2 separate regions of the Rattus norvegicus genome follow, and region 1 is linked to region 2. A link is a contact called in public Hi-C data. All regions are on one chromosome and are shown on one strand. The core of a region is the stretch at or near the end of the contact, and the rest is flanking DNA. Distances in the headings are between cores, read along the strand shown. Region 1 has its middle 40 kb from the start of Tmem170b. Region 2 overlaps Adtrp (androgen-dependent TFPI-regulating protein).

Region 1 (4,342 bases), core at 130-2,629, 190 kb after region 2:
CAAGCCCTGCATTGCAACCCAAACAGGAGCAACATGTCCCCTAAACGAACAACAAAAGTACTTTCCAAGTAAGATCAGACGGGGAAAATAAAATAAAGTGTGTTAAAGAGGGTTGAAGGAAATTTTGGGAAACAATGTAATTACTACTCTGCCCATAATAGCAACTTTTATATTTTCTCTAGGCACACGTATACACAGGGGTGAGGTGGGGGAACTTAATGATTTAGATTTGAATTTCTCCTGCCTTCTCATTGACCTTGAAAAACGAAGTAGCTCAGGTTACACAACCTTGAACTAAGCAGAGACTAAAGCTTCACAGTGCTAGTGTTGAGCATACAGTTGGGGCTACAGCTTGAGTTTAGGTTGGTGTTGGGTTCACAGTGACAGATCCGTCCCAGCCTAGGGAAGTAAGAGAACACACCTGTTCAGATGGTGTTACATGAACAGCTTCAGCTCGAACTCTGAGAAGAGAAGGGAAGTTCATCTACACTGGAGAAGTAGACCAACAGACACATTAGAGTTAAAATGGAGTCTCACATACATGGAGGTCAGACCAGAAAGAGAACCAGGTTTCTCCTTCAGGAAAAATCCCACCCATTTCTGTAAGGTGTCCTAATACTTTTTTGTATCACTGTTTAGAGTCACCCCATGGCACCAGTGTCAACATAAAGGGACAAGGAAGGAACGGCAGGCTTATGAGAACTCTCAGGTCCTCTTCTCGAGGTGTCCTGACCACAGCTGGAAGCAACTCCCGTGTTTATCTGCAGTCCCTACAGAGCCCAGAGCACACTGTGTAATGCGCTGTGTGCCTTTCAAGTCGGAAGCTCTGTACATAAAAGCACTTACCCTTCGGGGGTCCCAGCTATAGTTATTTCTGTACAACCATCAACAAAGCCATTAGCCACAGGATCTGAGGTGGCTGCTGACCTGGTACGGCGGACAGGCACGGCATGCTTGTCCTTCAGGGGACCTCACTGAAGTCACTGCTGTGGCTTCCTCAGCTTGGACATATTTGGTCTAGGGAATGCAAGGAATTTGCTGGCTGAGCAACTTCACCCATTCTGCTTTGTAAGGCTCCTCTCCATAACTGTTTCTAAAAAAAGAAGAAAAATCCCCCAGCAGGCTCTGTGGCAGAAGTAGCACCCTGGTCAAGGGGACAGTTTAAATGTGAAAGAAATTTCTCAAAACTGCACCACACTTACTCCAGAACCAGAATCTGGTCCTTGCTTCGCCTAATTATCACTCCCTAGAATTACTGCCTACCTGTCCTGAAGACAAATGGCTAATGGGAGTTCTTCCTGGTTTACTGATGTTTAAACTGAGAGTCCCAGAAGCTGAACATGGCCATGTTGAAGCACTGGGTGGCAGACCAGGACTTGGCAGGCAATTGTCATGGTGCTGTAAGGTTGTGTAATATTGGTGGTGTATTCTTCTCCCAGATACTGTGTAACCGTCACTACCTTCCTACTATATTCAATTTGATAAAATATCCTTAGGCATTAAGTCTGGATTTAAGAAAAATACATAAATCAAGGTCAGGCTAATGACATAGTTAAAAAAAAAGTAGTATTATTACAATTAGTGTGATATTTTTTATTTGTAAATAACCCCCAACACTGTATCTTAAACCTTCTTCAGAAAGTAAAAATTGGGTTAGTGTCATGTAGAAACCATGCTTTCCCTCATTTAATTTACTCACTTATGAGTTCAAACAAACAAACAAACAAACAAACAAAAATTAGCCGCATCTTAAGGGAATAAGCCCAAACTAAATTAATTTGGGTGCCTAAGTGGAAAAAGGTGGAACACTTTTGCCATCTAGTGACAGAATGTGGCCTGGCAACTAAACCAGCCAACACAATTCCTTTCTACAAACTCTCCTCAGGACTATGAGCCCAGAAATGGCTCTGGTGACAAATTAATGGTGGTGGTGGTGGTGATGATGGTGATGGTGGTGGTGGTGGTGATGGTGATGATGGTGGTGGTGGTGGTGATGGTGATGATGGTGGTGGTGGTGGTGATGGTGATGATGGTGGTGGTGGTGGTGGTGATGGTGATGATGGTGGTGGTGGTGATGGTGATGATGATGGTGATGATGATGATGGTGATGGTGGTGGTGATGATGATGGTGATGGTGGTGGTGGTGGTGATGGTGGTGGTGGTGGTGGTGATGATGATGATTTCAGTGCAAGGAGACAGTCTCAAGAGGTTTAGATGCTTCTCAAGTGTTTCTGGAGGTAGACCCAATTTTTCTTTGAAAGATGCACCATGGGTCTTGTTGAGTTCCTTCATTTTGCCTAAAACCACAGTCATCATTTTATGAATTAACCAGGGTTGGAAGTGCACACACAATCAGTAAGCCTGAGGTGTTTTCTCCTGTCTGAACAGGACTTGTTCTTCACAAGGCTTGGAATCGGACTCGTAACTTTTTTCTTGGTTCTCTGTCTCTGATCTTGTCTGAAATCTAGGGTCTTCTCACAATGCTCAGCAGATATAAAATATGTAAAGATACTTACCCTGCTTCAAAAACTTCAAAATATTACTTTGAGCCCAAGAAATTACAAAGTAATAAGCTTCGTGTGCATTTGTGGAAGATGTACTTTGTCTCATGTTTCTGTTTCATTTGATTGGGTTCATGGTCTGTGTGGAAAGGTATTTACTTAGGAAATTTGGAATTCATGTGGCGGGATGAGAACGTTTTCTGTTACAAAAAAAGAGGAAAGTACACTTCAGTTTAGTAAATGTAGGAGTTAAATGAACACCAGTGTACTCGAGAACTGTACAGCCTGGGCATTATAGAATTCGGTTAGGTTTTGTTCCAGTGACATTCACAGGGTGTGGCTCTCTGCTCCCTTCTCAAGAGGATGGTCGTTAGCTTGGTGTGTCCCTCAGAAATCTTTTAAAAACCCAAATTCCAACTAGACTTTGACTCCTGAGGTTCCATAAAGCCACGTATGTGTGTCAAGGTCGCCTTCCTATTCCTCTCCATTTATATTTGAACTTTCTCCACCATATGGGTTCTAGAGATTGAATTCGGGCCATGAGCCTCAGTGGCAAGCACCTTCACTCACTGAGCCGTCTCCCTAGGGCTACCTTATTTTTAAAGACAGTCACTACTGGGCCTAGAACTACCAATCAGCACTGGCTAAGAAGCAAGCAGCAGGGAGCCTTTTGTCTCCGTGACCCTAGTGCTTGTTTCTAGGGATGTGCCGTGGCATTGACTGTTGACATGTGTGCGGGGGCTCTAAACGCTGCCAGCATTACTGACTGAGCTGCCACCCCACCCTGTGACATGATTTTTATAATAGTGACTCTTAGAAATAGTGCTTATGTGGCCCAGCATTGGTTTAGGCCAAGACTGGCTACCAGCAAATATAAAGTTGACTAAACTGTCTTTCGACTTGCTGCTTAACCTTTCCAATTCTTTCAAAGTCCACAGGTGAAGCTGGCCCAGACAAAAGTGACAAAGATCCAGAGAGGATGTAGTTGTATTTTCTATGTCTTTTGTGGAACCAGGGATCGGATCCAAGATCTTACAGATGCCAGTGCCTCCACACCACTTCACTGGTGTGTGAGAGCACAGTGAGTCCACTGGGAACGAAGTGAGGAGAGACAGAATGGAAACAAGCCAAGAGTTCATCACTGTATAAAGTTTTTAAAGACAGGTTTATTTATATATAAGTGCATGAAATTGAATACAGAAACTTTATTAAAATACTGTATATTACAAACTTTAATCCAATAAATTCTGTGTAATGACATTGAAGTGCTGGACTCACTTTAACATATATTCTGTGTGTTTTCAGCAGTTCACCCTGTATATTACAAAGAGGAGAGCCATGTGCAGATGGATCTCGGAAGTTGTCCTGGGACCAGACGCAGATGGTGTAAGTTGTGCGTCTCCCTTTACAGCAGTGAACTGAACTGCATTCTTATCTTCTGAGGCCAACTTTCAAGAATCAAAGTAACTTGCATATGTTTATTGCTGCCCTTTGAAGAAAATGTGTGGTGAAAAATAATTTAAAATAAGGACCAGCATCTCTGAGGCTAACCTGATGCTTACTGCGATTAAAATACTTAAAATTCACTGCAAAATTTGTGTCTCCAGGGAGTTATGCTATATACACAATGAGATTTGTACATGACTTGGGAAATAAAAAAATTGCTCATATAAAATTAAAAATCAATAGTATACAATATTTACAACCTGTTAGGTATTACATATAAACACAGTTTAAATAATCCTTCAAAATGAAATTGTTTTATGTAAACATGCAATACACATCCTCATACAGTGTAGTCTATAGTCGTAACAGAAGGGGAAATCGTGTTCACATAATGC
Region 2 (4,488 bases), core at 79-2,578:
CACGTACATCATTTGACTTTTTTTTCTTTCTCCCCATGACTTCTTTCCTCCCCTTTCTAGTTTCATGACCTAGAGGCTCCATCCCATGCATAGAAACAGTTACATCTAGAGCCTACATATGAAGGAGAATGTGTGTCTTTTATCTTTCTGAGTCTGCTGTACCTTCCCTCTCAGACATTCTAATTTCTAGTCTGCTGAGTGCATGTCTGTGTCCCAGTTGAATAGCAAAGCCTGTCTTATTACAAGTCAGCTTTCAGAGCTTCACGCCATTTTTCTCCCGAAACTGCCCCCCGGGAAGTCTCAAAAGAAGCTATGGAAGCTGCCAAAGGGTTGGTGGCTAGTAGAGAGCTTCTAGCTAAGAAGAGAAAGGGCAAGGGGACAAGACAGAGAGGTGGCCCCAGAGAAAGGGACTGTGCTCTGGTGGTTATGTCCACTGTAAGGGTTCCTCTGTCCTATTGCTTAGTGTCTGTGACCCAGGGCTAAGGACTTTATGCTGTCCATTCCCACATTTGTTAAGTAGGAGAACAAATAGAAGCCAACAGCATGGCCATAAACTTAGAAGGCTCTCAACATGGTGTAAGGAGAAAAGAAGAGAAGACAGAAAGGAAACAGGAAGGTTGGAGTCAGTCTTGTGTTTGACGGATGGTTAGTTACTGTGGGACATATTGGTTTAGTGGAGCATGGGTCTCCTTGATAAGTTCTTAGTGGGTGATCTGGATGAGAATCAACCACCTCATACTACCTACATTCTACATGCACAGCTCCCGTATGTGCCTCTCCACCCTACACTCCCTGTCATTAGCTAGGAAAGGATGTCAATGGAGAACTCTGCTCTCTCTGCTGTAGCTGTTGGGGTAGACACCCTTGACCCGGGGGCTTTGGGGGAGGTACAGCTTCAGGTGTAAGCTGAGAGCACTGAGTTCTAACGAGTGATGAAGCCCTAGCAGCTGCGTATGGAGATCATGCTATGCACAATTTTAGTCTGATTGTCCTACTTCAGTTCAGTCCTTCACAAATGTGCTTCCTGGTTTCCTTTACTCCCTTTCCATCCAAGAACTGTCCCTGGCCCTAAGGGACACCTATTAGTGAAAGTGACGAGTCTTCAGCCACTTCTTGATGTGCAGGGTCATTGGGTTTGCTCAGATTTCCCATTTTTAGGAGCCCCTAGGTAAGATTCTTAGAGTCTCTCCCCCTTCTAGCCCAAATCTCTTTCTCCAGCAGACACGTGCTTTTCCTTCATTCCTCTCTTGTTTGAGCGACCCAAACCTCATGATCCTCCAGTTTTCAGCATGACAGCAATGTGATGTCATTGCATATGTCCCCAGAGAGGATGATTCATGGCTAGAGAAAAAGAAGTCCCCTCCCTATTGGCCCAAACTCCAAGACAGCCTACAAACAGTAGAAAGGCAGGGTTCCATTTACATTACAGTTCCCTCTCTGGTACCTAGAAGGAAACCCTCAATTCCTATCACCGAGTTTAGAGCTTAATCTGTGAAGATCTTTAGCTTTACAGGGTCCAAAAGACACAAGACTGATGGTGGTCACAAAAATGTTTAAAACTCTTCCTGACTTAGCACTCGTGGGTCTGAAGGGATTGCAGATGACAGCACAAAAGGAATGGACACCAGCAGCACCCGAATAAAGCAGCTAGAATGGATTAAGTAGGCAGGATGAATAGCATTTTTGATACGTTCTTTAAACCCAGTGGAGAGATCTGTGCTGAGAAGCCAGGTTTCTGGAGCTAGAGCCCTGGCTGTCTACTTACTTCCTGTGTGATTCTAAGAGAATTGTTACCTAACTTTTCACATCTCGGTTTGTTCCTGTGTGGCACTGAGGAAAACATATCCTCCCACCTCACAGAGCTGAGAGATTCATTCCACAGCTCCCAGATGGTGTGTGGGCTTCCGGTAGGTCACAGGTGATCTCTCTTCCCAGAAGCACCCTCAGCTGAGGGAAGCTGCCTCCACTAGGGTTTATCCCCCTTCCCTGGGGGCTGGGAAAGGGCTGATTCAGGGAATATCTGCAGGGTAGGGCAGGGCAGCTCAATACAAGAGCTCCTCTAGATCGGCACTGCCCCAAATCCTTCTTCCTCCCTGTCACAGATACATCGAGGATATTATCCTCAATGCATTCCCTATAGGCACGTCTCAGAATCACACAATTTTCCACTCATCCTGGCTTTTATCCTACCAATAACAAGTTACAGAAAATGTTCCTTTCTCCCTCCTCCTCTTTCTCTTTCTCCTCCTCATCCTCTTTCTCCCCCATCCCCTTTTCCTTATTCTGACATGAGCCAGCCCATTCTATCTCTAACACAATTCTGGGTTCCTAACTGGCACTCCAGGGATATTGGCTGAATGGATTGTCAGCAGTACATACTTCTAATAGGGATGAGCCACTTACCAGGAGACCCCATCCTCTCTGTAGGTTGCTGTGTCCCAGGGAATCCTGCTATAAGAAAGCTGCTGCTCTTAGCCCCACAGTCTTGGCCAAGGCTTCCTACCCTTCTTAACCAACACATCCCACAACTCTTCCTCTCCCTATTTTTCTCCTTGTTATTCCAAATTGTATTCTTTACATTTGTCCTTCTGGTTTTGTTTGTTTAACGCCCTCGTTTATCTCAAGGGAGTTTTGTTGTTGTTATGTTGATGTATTTTTATTTAATTTGTTTGAGGATGTCCTATATGAGTACCGTATTTACATAATTTTACCACTCCCTCTCCCCCTCCTACTCCTCCACATCTGTAACCACTCCCACTCAAACTTACAACTTCTTTAGTTGTCAGTGGTTTACACCTACACGCTCCACTGATTCCATAAACTCAGGTGAGCATCTGTTTAGGGCTCACCACCTGGCTTGGATAACCTATCAGGGGCCTCATCCCTAGAGAACACTGATGCTCCCTCGGCAGTCCTGGATGGATTGCTTGTGGCCCTTGATTGATGGGTGTGGCCATGTGAAATGTCCCACGCCCACCTTGGCATGCCAACAAGTTGGTATCAGTATGCTTGTCGTGTTTAGACAGCCAGGTTGATGAGATTACATGGACGAAGGAAGCATTGGCATCTTGTTGCTGTTAACTTTTGATTGGTTCACTGTAAATTCCACACCATGTACTCCAATCCCTCTCTCCCCTGATACCCTCCCTCCACCCTTGCAACCCACCGTCCCAACAGAGAAAAAGAAATCTCATTGTGGAAGCTGTAGGGTGCCCCACAGTCTACCCTTTTGCCACACATTTCAGCATCTTCCTCAAATGCACATGAACTATGAGTGGGATTGTGCTCTTCATAGACCCAGATAGCCTTGACTGAGAGGATCCTATCCACCTTCTGGTCAACTTTCTCTGATACCACCAGGTAAAACATCAAATCCTGTTAGTCCTTGTGTTCTCTTTAATTTTAGAATGGTCTTTCGCTGCCAGGGTTGCATCAGGTTGACAGAAGGGTAAGGAAAGTCCCAGTGTGGCCGATTTAGGTCTGGAGCCTTGAGCTTGGCACTGGCTTGCTTGACTCATCCAACAGGAGTCATAATGTCTTGTTCAGGGAACTTGTGGAATCTCCCTCTCTAGAATTATTATTCTTTTTTTAATGGAAGAAATTTTCATTTCCTGGGGTTGTTTAAAAAGGTTTTGGCTTTAGGGCAAGGAAATAAACTTGATGACTTAGAGAGGGTAAGTTTCCATGATTTTAAGATCCTCGTGGACTTGTGAAGACATGGAATATATAAACTAAATACCTTTCAGCTACAGTTTTTTTAAATTACGTTCGTTATTTTTTTAAAATGTAAATTCAGCTCTGTCACTGGTCGTAAGTTTGTTAGCTAGCAACAGAAACAAAAAGACAGCTAACACATTTAGAGCAGCAGCCTTTCAGGAAAAGTCCCAGAACATTCCACTGGAGTAGAATCAGGGAAGAGCTGGTAGAAAGATGAATCGAAAAACATCAGCTGTGACAGGACACCATGAAGTTTACTTTCCTGGGCACCAATGTCCCAGGATGATCGAAGAACAGACCACTGTTTATTCAGATGAACTGAGATGATCCAAATGTGCACTCAATACCACACAGGACTCCCTAGAATTCGTGTGTGTGTGTGTGTGTGTGTGTGTGTGTTATTGTCTTATTATTTTCTTCTTGGTAGATGAGCAGATCACTACCCATCTGGATGACCTGGTTGACCCTACTGTACCCTTGACACCCCTCCAGACTCCCTAGAAATCCAGGCTCCCACTACTCCATATCCTCCAACTCTGTTCAGTGGCCTCTTTAAACCCTAGCACTAGCCTGTGTCTTTGCCTAGGCCAGGCCTTCACCTCATTCTCTCCTACACCCACATGGGACCTGCCACTGCCCTAGTATTCCTTGTTGGTACTGAGGTAGTGTGTCAGCACCACAGATCAATCACAGCAAGGCTGCTTCACACTGAGTTGACGTCTGGTATATGTCTGCAAGACAAGACGACATGTGTGAACTGGGGGGTGGAGG

Evidence for each region. Hi-C and Micro-C count contacts between places; a contact is called where the count stands out from the background.
Region 1: a contact with region 2 is called in a Hi-C map of the A7r5 cell line, with 7 times the contacts expected there. The contact joins two enhancer-like sites. A contact is called at or near these places in 2 of 12 Hi-C or Micro-C datasets (the A7r5 cell line and Schwann cells).

The regions. Positions count from the first base shown.
Region 1 is chr17:23,333,267-23,337,608 of GRCr8, forward strand. It overlaps a transcript of Tmem170b not described here. Among named protein-coding and RNA genes, the nearest start is that of Tmem170b, 40 kb to the right of the region's middle. Within about 2 kb of position 1,380, at least 30 of the 93 cell types and tissues checked have an H3K27ac peak or open chromatin away from gene starts, as enhancers often do. A contact at or near this core is called in the A7r5 cell line, where this site is marked.
Region 2 is chr17:23,140,878-23,145,365 of GRCr8, forward strand. The region is part of intron 2 of Adtrp (androgen-dependent TFPI-regulating protein); the gene reads left to right. Among named protein-coding and RNA genes, the nearest start is that of Adtrp, 7.3 kb to the left of the region's middle. Within about 2 kb of position 1,329, at least 15 of the 93 cell types and tissues checked have an H3K27ac peak or open chromatin away from gene starts, as enhancers often do. A contact at or near this core is called in the A7r5 cell line, where this site is marked.